Regions from separate parts of the Ovis aries genome. Here region 1 is linked to region 2. A link is a contact called in public Hi-C data. All regions are on one chromosome and are shown on one strand. The core of a region is the stretch at or near the end of the contact, and the rest is flanking DNA. Distances in the headings are between cores, read along the strand shown.

The links. Hi-C and Micro-C count contacts between places; a contact is called where the count stands out from the background.
Region 1: a contact with region 2 is called in a Hi-C map of blood, with 3 times the contacts expected there. The contact joins two enhancer-like sites. A contact is called at or near these places in 7 of 16 Hi-C or Micro-C datasets (blood, hypothalamus, omental adipose tissue and 1 more).

Annotation. Positions count from the first base shown.
Region 1 is chr15:76,727,323-76,731,618 of ARS-UI_Ramb_v3.0, forward strand. All of the region lies in intron 1 of PTPRJ (protein tyrosine phosphatase receptor type J), which reads left to right. Among named protein-coding and RNA genes, the nearest start is that of PTPRJ, 120 kb to the left of the region's middle. Within about 2 kb of position 2,614, at least 17 of the 54 cell types and tissues checked have an H3K27ac peak or open chromatin away from gene starts, as enhancers often do.
Region 2 is chr15:76,675,477-76,679,752 of ARS-UI_Ramb_v3.0, forward strand. All of the region lies in intron 1 of PTPRJ (protein tyrosine phosphatase receptor type J), which reads left to right. Among named protein-coding and RNA genes, the nearest start is that of PTPRJ, 63 kb to the left of the region's middle. Within about 2 kb of position 2,420, at least 13 of the 54 cell types and tissues checked have an H3K27ac peak or open chromatin away from gene starts, as enhancers often do.

The DNA.
Region 1 (4,296 bases), core at 1,364-3,863, 52 kb after region 2:
TCACTCTCAAGCCACCTGTGTGCCTCCCTCTGTGTCTCCCCTCCCTCAGCACCCCCTACCCTCCAGCTGGGGGGCTCCTGGCCCCCTCTCGGCATTGCATCATCGTCTTTGATGTTGCTCCTGCCCGAGGCTCTTGGTGAGTCTGAACCACTTTATGTGCCCTGGTATCATGCAGCCCAGGGCCTGGTGCCGTGCCAGGGCTCCAGGAAAGGGCACAAATGGCTGGGGCTGAAAGGGACTCAGAGCCTGGGGAGCTCCTGGGGCTGGAGGGGTCATAGAAGGTCATCCAGAGAGTTGTCTGGTAGCCTCTTTGGAGTTTGTTGAGGCAGGAGGAAGGCTATGAGGTTGGGCCTTTAGCAACCTGGTTTCATTAGCGCCCCAGAGAATGCCGACGTGGGCTGTGGACCGCATGTGTCCGTCTGTGGCTTTTCAGCAGATGGAATGGATGGCTCGGTGAGACCCAGCCAGGTCCCTGAGCTCACAGTGCCAGGGGCAGTGGGACCTCAGCCTCCTGATCACCTCTCTGGGCCGTGCCAGCCAGGTTCACAGTGGTGAACCTCCGCGGTGAGGTGACGTGATCTCTGCTTCAGCCCGTCTGTGTGCAGCTGCGGGCCCCTGCCTCCCCACCCACTCATCTCCACCCGGCTCCGCCTGCCAGGAGGAGGCTGCCCTCCTTGGGCTATACCATGAGTGCCCTCGATCCGCAGCTTCCTGCTGGGCTGGCCCCTCAGCCCCTTCCCTTGTTTGGTCCCACGGCTGCTAAAACTCTCACCCAGCCCTTGCTGGGTTCCCATCACACCCTTGTAAACAGACCCTTTGAAACTCTCCTCAGTTACCCTGGTAGCGTGTCATCTGTCCCTGCCAGGCTCCCCATGAACACTGGCATGTTTTAGGAGGGGTAATCTAGCAGTTCTGTATTAACTTTCCACTATGCATTGAAGGGAGAGATGGAGAGAAGCAGCCAGGTGTGCGGGTGAAGGGATAGGGCTGGTTGTGCACAAAGAGCTTCAGTTTAGCTATTGGGCTTTTATATTCAAATGAGAGATTGTAGATAGCGTCATGGTGATACACGGACAGGACAGAGATACAAACATACTGCAAACAAACGTGTGTGTTTGTGTGTGTGTGTGTGTGTGTGTGTGTGTGTACACTGCGAGCTTCAAGATAGAAAAGGGGAAATGGTTTGTTTCAGCCCAAGGACAGTGCTGTCTTCTGTTTGGGCTGAGGGTTATGAGGTTTGTTTTTGGGTGGCCGCAGTGTGGAAGTGGGAAGTCCAGGTGCATTCAACACCCAAGCATCGTCAGGCCATGACCACTGAGTGTACCCACAAAGGATGAAGGGAGGGAGTTTATGAACTGGGAGACAGGTGTAATGGGGCAGTCACAGAGGTATTGGGTTGGCCAAAAAGTTCATTCCAACCCAATACTTGGAGAGGGGGAGGAGAACATGTACAAGTCTGTTTTGGTGTGTATCTAGGAGGAATGTTTACCTGGAGAGGAACTGGGGGGCGTTTAGAAATTTTAGATGAATGTAGCTAGTGAGATCCCTGTGATTTAGGTGTTTGGTAGGAGAATCCAGCGTTCAACGTGGACCACTGGTGTGATGACTGTAGCTTTGGCTGAGTTGGGATGGTACCGAGGGCGGTATTAGCAGTTTTGTTTTCTCTGGGCGTGGAGGAAGACCCCTGTGACTGGAACCAAAGTTTCAGGACTGGGGGTGGTTCCCAAAGAGGGTTTGGCTCATCAGCGTGACCAGAGGAGGCTGTGAAGGAAGAGCACATCCCTGGGGCAGGGGGATGATGATAAAGGCTGGACGTCTGGACAGTGAGGGTCTGCTCCTTAGAAAAGAAGCAGGAGAAGACTGCTGGGCAGTGTTGGGTGTTCTTGGGTGTCGGTAATGCTCGGCCATCTGGTTGACCAATGGGTGGACCATTGTCTGCTGTCCCTGGGGTAGCTCGGTAACTGGAAGTCCTTGGCAGACTGAGGACAGTCTTAGAGTCTTTTCTCGTATGTTGGTATGTCTTCCTCCTTGGACAGTGAGTGTAGTCTCCCTACTCTCTGGGCCCTGTTAGCCCAGTTTTGGGGGCCTGCAGAAGCCTTGGGCCACCTGTACAGGCGACTTTGCAGGGGGAAAGCAGGAACGTGGGTGGGCTATGAGTACTGTATCCAGGTCTGCCTCCCAGGAGAGAAGGCTTTGGGGAGTCTTGGCTGGAGTGGCTGAGGTCAAAACCTGGGTTGTTTTTGGTACTGCCTCACTGGCTGGGTAAGCCCCTGAGTGCCTCTGGGCCTCCGTGCCCACCTCTGTAACTGGGTTCTTGTTCAACTATATATACACTTTGGAAAGGATGTGTTTCAAATTGCCATTTGGTTATATCAGTAGAGTCTGAGCTTTGGTGTTGTCATCTGTAAAATAGAGATAAAATACTTTGCAGAGTTGCTCCGAAGATTCAAGGTAATGATGGTAGTAATAGTGGCTAAAGAGATCGTTTTATTTCATTTCATCCCTGTTCGTAGATGTGGACACCAAGGGACAGAGCTGTTAAGCTACCTGCCCAAAGTCACACTGCCAGTAAGTGGTGGCCCTGAATGACTTCACCCAGGCGGTCTGTCTGGTTCCAGAGCCCAGGCTCTTAGCCAAGATTCCATGAGTCTGTGCTCGGACAAAGGCCACAGCAAGCCCAGCTCAGTGCCCGGCATGCTGTGGGTGCCAAGTAAACTTGAGTTCCTTCCTTTTTATCCTCAGAATGCATCCGGAAGTGGAGGTCCCCACTGTGCTTCTGGTCAGACGCTTCAGCTCATGTTTTCTTTTTTATTTTCTCCCAGTTCTGGAGGTTAGCAGTGCCAGATCACGGTGTGCGTGGCTTGTGTGCTGAGTTCCTTTAGTCAACTCCGACTCTTTGAGATCCCATGGACTGTAGCCCGCCAGGCTCCTCTGTCCATGGGATTCTCCAGGCAAGAGTACTGGACTGGGCTGCCATGCCCTCCTCCAGGGGATCTTCCTGACCCAGGGATTGACCCCGCATCTCTCGGGTCTCCTGCATTGGCAGGCGGGTTCTTTACCGCTAGCGCCGCCTGGGAAGCCCTGCCTAGCTCATGCTACCTAATGTCTGGTTCAGGGAGGTTCATTCCCCCTTCTCCCAGTCCAAATCCACCTTTTAAAACCTTCCCATTTATTACCTTCCTCTTCTCCTCCCTCCCCAACCTCGTCCTGCTAGAAGCAACCTTCCGCTCCGCCTTCCCAGTGGCTCAGCTTGATGATACATAGTCACCTACTCACTACCTTTTTTTTTGTTGTTTAAATTGGGATGATATTCACATAACGTAAAATTAGCCATTATAAAGTCTGCAGTTCAGTGACATTTAGTACACTGACCAGGCTGTGTAACCTCCACCTCCATTATAGTTTCAGAACATTTTTGTCCGCCCATAGAAAAGCCAGTACCTGTGGGCAATCACTCTCCCTTCCCATCTTCTGCCCCCTGGCACCCGCTAGTTCTGCCTTCTGTTTCTGTGGATTTCCCTCTTCTGGACGTTTTGTTTAAATGGAGCCACAGTCTGTTTGCTCCTGTGTCTGACTTCCTTCATTTGGCGTCATGGTTTTGCATCCATCCTCATTGTAGCATATATCAGAGTTTCCTTCCTTCTTCAGGCTGAACAGTGTCCCTTGCACATGTGTACACATTCCCCTTATCTGCCAGTGGACTGTGGGTTGTCTCCACCTTCAAGCTATTGAGACTGGTGCGGCTGTTAACCCCCACCGTCTTTTATGCAAACGCTGCCCTCTTTGTCTGTTTGAGCACCAGGACTGTGACTTCTGGTGTCCCCGGAGTCCTTGCCACAGGGTGGGCTCATTCATCACTCCCTGCTGGGTCTCCTTAAGCCAAGAGGGAGAAGACTGTGAGCAAGAGCTGCCCCTTGCTCGTGGGCTGGCTCTACACACTTTATCTGGTTTAATTTCTGCCCAGAGGAAGGTAGCAAGTGGAAAGTGCCATTTTTTTCCTTCACCGTGAAGCACTTCTCACTCCTGTGCCTGGGGCAGGTTCGTAACAGCCAGCCAGGGAATTTCTGAGCTCTGTGACCTAAGGCATTCTCTGGCCTCAGTGTTCTCATCTGCACAATGGGAATGATCATTCCTTTTTCACTGACTTGTGTGAGGGTTAAATGAGATGGAGCCTGTGGAATGCTTGCTTCTTTCCCTACCTGGAACTGAGCTGTGGGTGAGGGCCCAGGTTGAAGAAGGGCCCTTGCAAGCCATTCAGGTATGACTGAATCAAGTCCCTCATGATTAGTGCAGGTA
Region 2 (4,276 bases), core at 1,170-3,669:
CTCAGGCCCCAGGACACGTGGCAGGCGTGCCCTGACGGAGCACTCCTGTGATCTCCATACGCCCCTGCACACTTGCCCTGCAGGTCTCATTGGCGCCCCGGTCAGGTGTGCTGGGTGTATGCAAGCCCGCGTGACTTTATTTTCATACACACAGCTGGCAAACCTGTCATGTTTTGTCCGATGCAATTTTTTCTCCTCCGGGTGTAGCTCCTGCGGGTTCACACGTCCATCCTCAGACGCTCCAAGCCGACCTGTGCCAGGCTGCACCTGAAACCACAGAGCAGCTATTTGCAGAGATCATGAAACGTGGGAGCACGTGGTATGCCAAGATGCCTCACACTGAGGAAATCCCGCTTATTAAAACCTCAAATGAACAGTAACGTTGGGAAAGATGTTTTTTTCAGATGATGCAATCAGATGATAAATCCCATTTCTTTGGTTCTGTGGAAGAGTGCTCCCTTCTGTTAGATCATAAGTAGGGTGCTGTTCGCAACACCCGTTACACGTGCTTTTCCAGAAACACATGTATTAGCCAGGTGTAGTCTGGCCCTGCGCTGTAGTGGGCAACCTCCGGGGGCCATACTCGTGGCCCTGTGTTTAGTATGGCTTATGAGAGTGGCTGGTTTTCAGCAAATGGTTCCCTTGTCAGTCTTGGTAACTCAGGGGAATTTTGCAAAAGCGCCGGGTGAACATTTCTCTTTGCAGCACTAATATAACACCCCCAGGGGTGGTATCTAATTAACTGATGACATCTTTTTACCCGTAAGGACCCATCATTTTTTATTCCCAGGGCTTAACTCTCCCCTCCAATTGGAAAAGTCATAATAATAGCTACGTTAGGCATCCTGCTCTCTCATTAGGAGTGTCATTAACTGGGAAAGTTAACCGCCCAGCACAGGGAGGCGCAGCAGGAGCCGCAGAGCTGGGACCCCAGCCCTCAGGGCTTTCCCGCCTCTAAGACCGGTGTAGATATAGAACCGAGGGAACAAGGAGAGTTTAAAAAAGAAATAGAAATCCCTTCTTTTGCCGTCTCGAGGTCTACACTGTTAGCATTTTACCGTTTCCTTATGACTGAGCCCCCGGAATACTTAGAGACTGATCATACTGCATATGTCTTTATTTTGCTTGTATAATTTTTGTATCTCGTCTGCCTCACTTTGAGTTTTATTATGAGCACTTTCTCATGTTGACAGTTGTTCTTTTATCATTTGCCAGCTGCGCAAGATTCTAGCGTCTCTTGTATTTTATTTATTCTATTATGGAGCATTCGGCGTTTATGATGTTTCATGATCCTCAGGGACTGTCACTGCAATGCTGCTCCGACACTAGGGCCATCAGAGAGAGTGTGTGTGTGTGTGTGTGTGTGTGTGTGTGCTTATGTGCAAGTTTGTGCAGACTGACTCACAGTGTGAAGGCTGTGTGACGGGCCATTGGGTTCTAGGCTCGAGCTGGAAGCTTACATTGGACTCCCAGGCCAAGCTGCTTGTGGTTTTCTCTTTCTTCCTTTTTGGTTTAGAGGAAGTCACTTGGTCATATTCCCCCTCCCCCGCCGGCCACCTCCCACGGCATAAGGAAAATGGTGTTTTTGATGATTGTGTTTCTCCGTAGATGCGGGAAAAAAACCTGCTCCTGGTTTTCAGAGAGGTTTTCCAGGTCACTGCGAGGTGGGTCTCAACTAGATGACCAGACTTACTCTAATGACAGCTGAGCACAGTCAAGCCCTGCCTGGGAGCCGGCTTCTGGCCCAGATTCTTGGCATAAGCAGTTCCATTTACTGGAGGAGCCCTGAGAAGGAGACACAGTGCTACTTCTATCTTACAAAGGAGGAGACCGAGGCATATGCTCAGAGGCTGGGCTGGGATTTAAGGCCAGGCTCAAACCCGGGCCCCTCTGCTAGCCCATGTCTCTTCTGTCCCGGGCTGTGCCTTGGTATCCAGTGCAGCTCACAGCTGGGGGCGACTTTGCCTCCCAGGGGACCTTGGGCAGTTATAAGGAGACTTTTTGATGTCATGATTTCGGGGCAGAGGATTTTAAAGTTGCTGTCGGACTTCCCTGATGGCTGAGTGGTAAAGAATCAGCCTGCCAATGCAGGAGACATGGGTTTGGTCCCTGGTCCAGGAAGATCCCACAGGCCACGGAGCAACTAAGCTCGTGTTGCTGAAACTACTGAGCCTGTGCTTTGCAACTGCTGAGCCCACGGGCCCTAGAGCCTGTGCTCTGAAGCAAGAGAAGCCACCACAATGAGAAGCCCGAGCCCCACGGCTGGAGAGTGAACACTGCTCTCTGCAGCTAGGGAAAAGCCGAGCAGCGGCGAACACCCAGCAGGTCTGACGGTAAATAAAGTTGCTGTTGACAGCTGATGGGTGGGGCCCAGGCAGGCTGGTAAGGACTCTGCCTGCACAGGGTGGCTGCCCACAGTGATGGACCATCCAGCCTCAGATACCAGCCTTGGGAGGCGGGGCGTTGAGAGGCCCTCCTGTGGGTGGGGGAGGGAGGAAAATACAGGCTTCTCAGGGGGGTAACCAGGAGGGGGTGAAGAAAGTGGGCTTGGGAGAGGGAGCTCTTTTGCACAGACTTCTTGAGGCTCAGCTTCCTTATCTGAAAATCAGGAAGTAAGGCTTGACGGGCATTTCCAGCATGGGTTCAGGAGTCAGACTTCCTGGGCCTGAATTCTAGTTCCTTCTATGAGTTTGAGCGTGTTCCTTTGACTTTCCTAAGCCTCAGTTCTCTCCTTTGTTAAACAGGCAGGTAATAGTCACACAGAAATGTGAGGCGTGTCTGTGTTCAGTTGCTCAGCTGTGTCTGAGTCTCTGTGACCCCATGGAGTATACAGTCCGTGGGATTCTCCAGGCAGGAGTACCGGAGTGGGTTGCCTTTCCCTTCCCCAGGGGATCTTCTTGACCCAGGGATCGAAGCCAAGTCTCCTGCACTGTAGGCGGATTCTTGACTGTCTGAGCCACCAGGGAATCTCACCAAAATGTGATAAAGAGAGTGAAATGCATTAACATGCCAGCTGAGACACAGTGGACACAGGGAACGTTAGTGCCTTGAAGATAGTGACAGCGGTGGGGAAGGCACTTGGCCGAGTCTGAGGGTGCAGAGTCTACTTCCTGAGGGCAGGCTTTTGTCTTACTCTGTGCTGTCTCTCTAGAGTCTGGAATTGCCTGTAGGTTCTCCCCTGGAGCCCATCCGGGTGGGGCTGTGTTTAGAAAGACATGAGATATTGCGTCTCCAGTGATGTGAGGCTTAGTGTTTATTCTTGGCCTACAAGGTAGCTGAAGAGACTCCAGTCCTTTGGCCACCTGATGTAAAGAGCTGACTCACTGAAGAAAGGTGGTGACGCTGGGAAAGAGTGAGGGCAGGAGGAGGAGGGGGCGACGGAAGATGAGTTGGTTGGATGGCATCATCGACTCAGTGGGTATGAGTTTGAGCGAACTCTGGGAGAGGGTGGACAGGGAAGCCTGGTGTGCTGCAGTCCATGGGGTCACAGAGAGTCAGACACAACTTAGCAACTGGACAACAGCACAAAGTAGTGGAGTCGTGATTCAGCTGTGAGTGTGCCCTGGGATTCGTGGTGGACGGCCTTCAGGTCCCTCAAATGTAAGAACATGGTTCTCTTGAGGTAGGCACTGGCCTTTTCCTTTCCCTGCTAGGACTTCAGGAGATGCTGGCCATCCTCTGGAGCCCATAGATGGTCTTACTCCTGGCTTCAGCCTGAAACCAAGGTGCTCCCTGTTGTAGCCCTTGGGTCAGTGCCAGCAAGTCCCCCAGCCCTACCATCCACTGAACCTCCCCACCTGGCTTGACAAGGGTTTCTGCCTCCTGGGTGGTGGAAGAGCTCCTGAGGCCAGGAGGTGCTGGGGATCTCATGTATCTGCATCACTTCCCTGATGCTTCTGATGGGAGTGACTTGATCAGGTGGAGTCCAGATCTGAAAGGGTGGGACAGATGCACCCAGGAGGTGGAGAAGAGCTTGGGGGAGCATCACGCATGCTTGCCCAAGAGGGCTGGTTCCACATTTCTGCTGTCAATGAAATGTCCTTCATGGATCCCCCAGGTAACAGGGAAGTGGTACCAAAAATCTTACAACCCAGTGAAAACTTGGCAGAATTGTAGAAACTGGTGAAGGCTCAGCGGCTGTGTCTCACAACACCTGGCTTTGTGCAGTGCTCACTTACCAGCCTACAGTGGCCGGGCAGCCATATACACGAGGGAAGTGAGCTGGCGGCACTGGTGTTGGGTTGGAGGGTTAGGTCCCCCACGGGGCTGCCCCTAC